2 separate regions of the Danio rerio genome follow, and region 2 is linked to region 1. The links are chromatin contacts, called in public Micro-C maps. All regions are on one chromosome and are shown on one strand. Each heading gives the region's core, a stretch centred on a gene start, on an enhancer-like site or on the middle of the called end of the contact. The rest is flanking DNA. Distances are from core to core; before and after follow the strand shown. Region 1 overlaps ccdc78 (coiled-coil domain containing 78). Region 2 holds the start of metrn (meteorin, glial cell differentiation regulator).

Region 1 (4,648 bases), core at 1,349-3,848:
ACATTCTCTCACACACACACTCACATGCACACACTCATATACACATACTTACATGCGCACTCACACACACATACGCACATGCACACATTCTCTCACACACACACTCACATGCACACACTCATATACACATACTTACATGCACACTGACACACACACACGTACATGCACACATTCTCTCACATACGTACACTCACATGCACACACTCATATACACATACTTACATGCACACTGACACACACATGTACATGCACACATTCTCTGACACACACACTCACATGCACACACTCATATACACATACTTACATGCACACTGACACACACACACGTACATGCACACATTCTCTCACATACGTACACTCACATGCACACACTCATATACACATACTTACATGCACACTGACACACACATGTACATGCACACATTCTCTGACACACACACTCACATGCACACACTCATATACACATACTTACATGCACACTGACACACACACACGTACATGCACACATTCTCTCACATACGTACACTCACATGCACACACTCATATACACATACTTACATGCACACTGACACACACATGTACATGCACACATTCTCTCACACACACACTCACATGCACACACTCATATACACATACTCACATGCACACTGACACACACACGCTCACATGCACACACTCATATACACATACTTACATGCGCACTCACACACACACGCTCACATGCACACACTCATATACACATACTTACATGCACACTGACACACACACACCTGCATGCACACATTCTCTCACACACACGCTCACATGCACACACTCATATACACATACTCACATGCGCACTCACACACACATACGCACATGCACACATTCTCTCACACACACGCTCACATACACACACTCATATACACATACTCACATGCGCACTCACACACACATACGCACATGCACACATTCTCTCACACACACGCTCACATGCACACACTCATATACACATACTTACATGCACACTGACACACACACGTACATGCACACATTCTCTCACACACACGCTCACATGCACACTCTCATATACACATGCTTACATGCACACTGACACACACACGTACATGGAAACATTCTCTCACATACATGCACTCACATGCACACACTCATATACACATACTTACATGCGCACTCACATACACACACGCACATGCATACATTCTCTCACATACGTACACTCACATGCACACGCACACACACAAAATCACATGCGCACACATAATCACACAAACACTCACATGTACACACTCTCACATGCAACCTTCACACAAAAATACAACCAAATGTTTATGAGGTTCTGTCCCTGTCCGTGCAATATTTCTCATATCTTATCTTATTTTTTTCTACTTTTTTACTAACTTAAATGATATGGTCATTCTGACTGCATTCTAATTGGCTTCAGTCAAGGCTTTTCTACTTGTAAGACATGTTTTGTGCAAAGTGAGTAACAACTAATGTAATTTGTCATGACATTAAAACAACCATTATGATATTATCATAGGTAATAAATACATGTAGAAGTATGCATATCAATAACAACAGTGATGCTTTCCTTATCAAATCCCATTAATTAAAGTAGTAAACCAGTATAATTCCTAATAAACTTTTATATTTAAACACACTGATTTTGCTGTTTGTTTTAACAGCCAGAGGAGTTTGAACAGAGCAAGAGCACACTGGGGGAAAATGTAAGAATATCCTAAACTATAATTTGATTATGAGTGTATCAAATCAAAAGGATTTAAAGCAGCTTTACAGAAAATCATGCTAATATGCATATCTTACAGTAAAAGTGTTTTGTAGATCACTTAAAAATGAAAATATGCTGTTCAATTATTCATCCTCAGACTATTTAAGATGTTGGACACTTTCTGTCTTTAGTTGAACATTGCATTTTTAGCTAAAATTACCTTGGTTATTCGTTCATTTAACCATTTTCTTGTCGGCTTAGTCCCTTTATTAATCTGAGGTCGCCACAGCGGAACGAACCGCCAGCTTATCCAGCACATTTTTATGCAGCGGATGCCCTTCCAGCCACAACCCATCTATGGGAAACATCCATAAACACTCATTCACACACACACTCATACACTACGGACAATTTAGCTTACCCAATTCACCTGTACCGCATGTCTTTGAACTGTGGGGGAAACCGCAGCACCCAGAGAAAACCCACGCGAATGCAGGGAGAACATGCAAACTCCACACAGAAACGCCAACTGAGCCAAGGATCGAACCAGCGACCTTCTTGCTGTGAGGCAACAGCACTACCTACTGCGCCACTGCTTCGCCATTACCTTGGTTATTCATTTAAAAAAAGAAAAACATGGCTAATTAATGTGGTATAATATTTATAATAGGTTTTGTGTGCTTATCTATAATTTAATATGTTTCTGTATTGTAATGTTGTTTCACACAAGTGCGCTGTTTTTTATTGCAGGGAGTTCAGAATAAGCTGAGAGAGGAGCTAGAAAAACTCAGTAAGAGCTACGAGGAGCAGCAGCGACGGCTAGAGGACAAAGTGTGAGGCACATGATGATGTGTTTGATCTGCATCTCGAATACCAAACACCAGTGGGCGACATTAAGTTTGCAGAACGTTTCGTGATCACTGAAAACACATTGAAGTGTTCACCAAACAGTCATGCACTTGTTTTTTTCTTATCCGGTTTGCATAATATTTAATATTTATGTTTCATTAAAATATCCAGAAACGTCAAGAACAGTGACATTTTTCTGACTTAAGTACTTGCATTATCCCAAATGGTTCAAAGAATGCTCAAATTCTGAGAAATCATCAATTTTAACTGGTGAGAAGGAGTGTGTACTGTGTGTTGATGCTAATGATGTCACACAACCTTGATTTTGGGTTTGGCTTTCTAGAAAACATGGAAAAAGCTGCTTTTTTTTTTTTTTAATTGCAATTTTAGAACACAGAACTTACAAGGGCAATAACAACATTGTATTAACATCCAATCAAGTACAATTTAGGAAAAAAAATGTATTCAAAAACCAAAATTTAAGGCTTTAAAATAAATAACAGTTCTTTTTTGCTTTGGTATTTTATCGTGCATAGGTAATGACTTATTTCTATTTTAAAGTGAGTAAAATTAGTTTTTTTTCACTGCCTATTTACATTTATGAATACAAAATTTTTCCATATATAATAAGCAAATTAACAATATGCCACATTTTGAAGTCGACTGTATTCTCATAAAAAAAAACTTATTTTTCTTTGAATTACAAGGCAATATTCGTACTCTGCTTAACAAAAAAGAAAAGATCACACTAAAACAATTGTGTATAAATACATTCATAAAATAAATGAAAATAAATGAACAATGCTCTCTTCTTTATCATTACAGAAAGTATATTTTAAATCACTATCTTTACAGAATCTTGCAATTGCCAGTTTTGCAGGGTAAATACGATGAACAATTTTAAATGACACCTCTCTAATTTTATTCGTTATACAAAAACGTCTGGAAATCTTAAAAGTCTCGTTCCAGTTTACATCTTGAAATTGTGATCTCCAATACCCAATAGCTGAAGAAACATTGACAATCGATGCGGATAAAGATATAGTTTTAAAAGTGATTCACGGTGTTAAAGAATAGCATAGTTCACACCACAACGATAAAGATACAGAGGGACGATATCATTGGGATCAATTTCAGAATGATTATTCCCAGCTGTTGAACGATGAAACACTGGCTCGTGCTATTTAAAGATACAGACGACACTGTGAACAAACACTGATGTTAAGTATTTAAAAGGTCATTTAAAGATAAAGACTATCATGGAAACAATGTGTTTTACCATGGGAAATAATGATAAAAAAACGTATGGAAGTTATGAAAGTCATGCTGGCTTTCAAAAGAAATACAGGAATCCAGTGCTAGTTTCAGTGTTTTTGTGTTGAAATTGCTGGGAAACAGACGATTGCAAAATTGACTTATTGATTAGATTGATTACATGTCACTAACGCTAATCTAACACACTAACACTAACGCCATCTGAACACACTAATAGTGTGTTCAGATGGGGTAGCCTCACACTGAGGACACCTGCTGGTCACAAGGGGTGATGCCAAATTAAAAGCTTATTGTGTTTGGTGTGAACAGGTTTTTGCTTTATCTACCATGATTATAAGTGTTAAATACTTTACTCATCAACATGAGTCCTGTAGCATGATGAAGACAACTCCCATGATTTCACACTCAGTCATGGCATCAACAAAATACATCTTTGTTTGTTGCGAATACACGCCCTCTAGTGGAAAAAGTTGCACTGTGCCTTTCTCGAATGATATTCATCATGTCCAATAGTGACATGAAATCTGATCACACACACAGGAGATGCTTGTTAAAAGCATTTAGTTCAACCAAACGCCTGTGAAAGGATTGTCAGAAATGTGAAAGTAGAAGTACTGTGTAAATATCCATTAGCGCTTTTAGCTAACGCCACAATAGTGTCTGCTAAAGTTTGACCTGCTGAAACCAAACTCTGTGCACCTGCTATCAGGAGTGATGTGGTGGAGTGTTTATTTTCACGAGTGTGTTGTTCACCGGTTTAGTCATGTGACCAGGGCAGTGAAGGTCAGCTAA
Region 2 (4,037 bases), core at 813-3,312, 46 kb after region 1:
GAAAGAAACCGGTAACCATTGACATCCATAGTATTTGTTTTTCCTACTATGGAAGTCAATGGTTACCGGTTTTCAGCATTCTTCAAAATATCTTATTTTTGTGATTAACAGAAGAATGTAACTCATAAAGGTTATAAAGGCAGACGCTTTTGTCCGAAGCAACTTAAAATCGAGGAGGAGTTCAGCGATTCTACAAAATGAGGCCGTAAAAGTGCTAATTATACAAACTGAATTATACTCTTTGAGTCTCTTTATCTACAATTAAGGTATAGTTCACTCAAAAATTGTAATACTGTCATCATTTACTCACATTTTACTTTAATTCTGTTAAATCTTAAAGAATATATTTTGAAAAATATTTGGAAAGAAACCAGTAACCATTGACTTCCATAGTAATTGTTTTTCCTACTATGGAAGTCAATGGTTACCGGTTTTCAGAATTTCTCTAAATAACTTATTTTTATGTTCAACCGAAGTACCTAACTTTTAAAGGTCTGGAACTACTCAAAGGAGAGTCAATAGTGAGAAAATATTGATTTTGGGATAAACTCTACCCCTTTAAGTGTGATGCTATCAGAACACAGTCATGTCTCTAGGCCTGCTTTCTATTATCTTAAATGGACAGTTCACCCCGAAAATAAAAGTGTCATTATTTACTCACCCTTCGCTTGTTTAAACCCTATTTGACTTTCTTTCTTCAATTGAACACAAAAGAAGATGTATTTAAAAATGTTGGAAACCTGTAACCATCGATTTCCATAGTAATTGTTTTCCTACTATGAAAATCAATAGTTACCGGTTTTCAGCATTCTTCAAAATATCTTATTTTAATATATTTTAAAATCTAACTTTTTAAAAGTCTGGAATTACTCGAAGGAGAGTAAATAGTGAGAAAATAATCATTTTTGGGTGAACTCTACCCCTTTAGGTGTGATGCAATCAGAACAGTCCTGTCTCTTGGCCTGTTTTCTATTATCCTGAATAGAATATTTTTTTTAAATGTTAGAAACCTGTAACCATTGACTTCCATAGTATTTGTTTTCCTACTATGGAGGTTAATGGTTACTGGTTTTCAGCTTTCTTTAAAATATCTTCTTGTGTGTTCAACAGAATAAACTCATAAAGGTTCGAAACCTTTTAAAGTGAACTATCCCTTTAAGTCCTTTTGGATTTTATAAAGTTGCAAGAAAAGTTAGGCGCCCCCTATTGGTCAGTTTAGCTGCTGGCATTTAAACTTTCCGCACTAATGGAAACATCCATCAGCACTGAAACTAATAAAACTTTTCAGGAACTTCAAAATTTAAAATTTCCGGAGTAAATTACACCCCAAGTATTTAATTGGCTTTTTTCCCGCATCTTTTTTTTTCCTAGTGCGCATGCATATGATAGATAGATAGATAGATAGATAGATAGATAGATAGATAGATAGATAGATAGATAGATAGATAGATAGATAGATAGATAGATTCAATGCATATGTTAGCCATGATATATGAGTATTGCTCTAGTTATTATATTTGCACTTCTCTAAAAAGCGTTAATATTTCTAATTTATTGATATAATCAACGTTATATTTGTACGTTTATTTCAACAATTTTTAAAGTAAATGCAAATAACAAAACCGTATTTAAAATGATTAATTAATACATCAAATTACACAGAAATCATGCAAGACAGCAGAAAAATCAATGCTATTGAGGATAAAACAAAGTTAATATGCAATATAATCGACACGGAAATAATTCCGTGTTATTTACCTTCCTCTCCAGCTGCACTGATCTTCTGAGTAACTGGCCATCGACCAACCCGTCAGGAATGAAATCCATAGCGCAACACTCCTAAATCCCCAAATCTCCATCACTGCGCGTGCTGTTATCCAGAGAGACGCGTGCGTAAAGTCCCGGTCACTGCTTCTCCAAACCTATTTTCTAAAGAACACGCAAACCTACTATTCCCATACTGTTGTCTAAGCCAAAAGACGGATCTGTTTAACTAAACTTTCCCTCTCTTTCTGCAGATCATCAGCCCGTCCCGTTTGAGCAGTGGCACCGCGCGTCCCCGCTGCCGACTGGAGCTCCAGCGCCGAACTTTTACAACTGGAGCAAACTTTAAACTCCGCCCCCACTGGAGGCGTGGCTTTAGCGCAGTTAAAGTCCAATGAATGGAGTCTCGTCTATTCACGCCGGGTAAGGGAAAACGACGGAGGAATTTTTAATCAGCCTGTTCTCAATGAATGAGAAGGATTTTTAAAACATAACACCGCGCTGGCAAGGGCATCCGAGTCACTCTAAAGAATCAATTACTCCGTAAGATTCATTTAATAAATCGAACGATTCACTGGTTCATTTTAACACTGCACTATATCACAACATACTTAATTAATCTTTAATTATATCTATTAACTCTGTAATTATTGTGAGGGATTTTAAAACATAACAAAGGGCTGGCAATAGGATCCGAGTCACTCTAGTGAATCAATTACTCCGTATGATTCGTTTAATAAACCGAACGATTCACTGGTTCATTTTAACAACTCAGCAAGCATGCACTATATCAAAACCTATCTTATTAATATTTATTCTATCCATTGGCTCTGTAATTAATGTGAGAGATTTTGAAACATAACACAGTGCTGGCAAGAGCATCCGAGTCACTCTAGCGAATCAATTACTCCGTATGATTCGTTTAATGAACCGAACGAGTCACTCGATTCACTATACAACAATATATGTCATTGATATTTAAATATATCTATTAACTCTGTAATAAATGTTAAAGATTTTAAAACATAACAGAGCTGGCAATATCATCCGTGTCACTCTAGCGCAGTGGTTCTCAAACTTTTTTCATCAAGTACCACCTCAGAAAAAAATTGTCTCTCCAAGTACCACCAAAATGAGCAGTATTGAAATATAGTAACGTAGTAGGCCCAGTAAAGCAGCTACAACTCTGCACATTTAAAAAAACGTGGCAGATTACCTCAGAAATATAGACTATATGTCATATATGGCATAATATATACATCATTTTTAATAAATTTTGAAATATATGTAGGATGTACATGACATATTTCATTCCTCCGTGTACCACTAGAAGGAAGCCTGCGTACCACTAGTGGTACACGTACCACAGTTTAAGAACCACTGCTCTAGCGAATAAATGACTCTTTAATGAATGAAACAAATGATTCAACTTATTCATTTTAGCACAACACTGTATCAATAATAAAAATGGATTTTAACTGTATCAAAATGATTTTAACCGATATTAAATTGTATTAACCTGAAGGATTTTGAAACATAACACTGTTTTTTATTAATATTAACTCAATGCCACAAGAACAAGAGGTATTACATTTCACATAGTTTCTGAAAGATATATATATATATATATATATATATATATATATATATATATATATATATATATATATATATATATATATATATACATACATACAATTACATGACATTAAATGTTTTCAGAGCATTACCTGTTTCTGTATACTTTAAAGTCATTCACAAATGGGCAATGTTTAGTTTACATTGAGCCCACTTTTTCTTATCTATATGGTATTTTCCTAACAGCATAAACAAATTAAAAATATATTGTTCTTTACAGTTCAAGTTCTCATTATCAGAATAAAACAGTGCATCAAATAAACCAATTTCTATCTTAAAGTCCATTTTTTTTTGTTAATAAACAATTCCAGATCTTTCCAAAATATTCTTCAGTAAATACAATGAAAAACAAGATGCAAAATTGTTTCTTTTTTTAAACCACAAAATTCACACATATATGAAATGTTAAGTTTAAATCTTTCCAAAACATGTTTAGCAGGATAAATTCTATGGAGAATGTTGTAAGACACTTTTTAAAATTTTGTTTAAGCAAAACTTATTTGTCAACTTCCAAGCTTTAACCCAAGAATTATTATCAAATAATGAAAGCCAAAAATGTCTTGCTGTAGGTAGAGCCAACGAACGGAGAGCATTCTTTATAATTTCATTGGTACATTGTTGTTTTACACCCTTAA

The links. A called contact is a pair of places that touch in the nucleus more often than the background predicts.
Region 2: a contact with region 1 is called in a Micro-C map of caudal fin, with 3 times the contacts expected there. The contact joins the promoter of metrn here to the enhancer-like site in region 1. A contact is called at or near these places in 2 of 18 Hi-C or Micro-C datasets (caudal fin and an unstated tissue).

Annotation. Positions count from the first base shown.
Region 1 is chr24:41,572,658-41,577,305 of GRCz12tu, forward strand. ccdc78 (coiled-coil domain containing 78) reads left to right here. Exons shown (of 13, transcript XR_012399547.1): 5 at 1,689-1,730; 6 at 2,483-2,565. Among named protein-coding and RNA genes, the nearest start is that of ccdc78, 9.3 kb to the left of the region's middle. Within about 2 kb of position 2,599, at least 12 of the 62 cell types and tissues checked have an H3K27ac peak or open chromatin away from gene starts, as enhancers often do.
Region 2 is chr24:41,618,892-41,622,928 of GRCz12tu, forward strand. metrn (meteorin, glial cell differentiation regulator) reads right to left here and starts at 2,063. Exons shown (of 4, transcript NM_001009983.2): 1 at 1,759-2,063. The coding sequence starts at 1,859.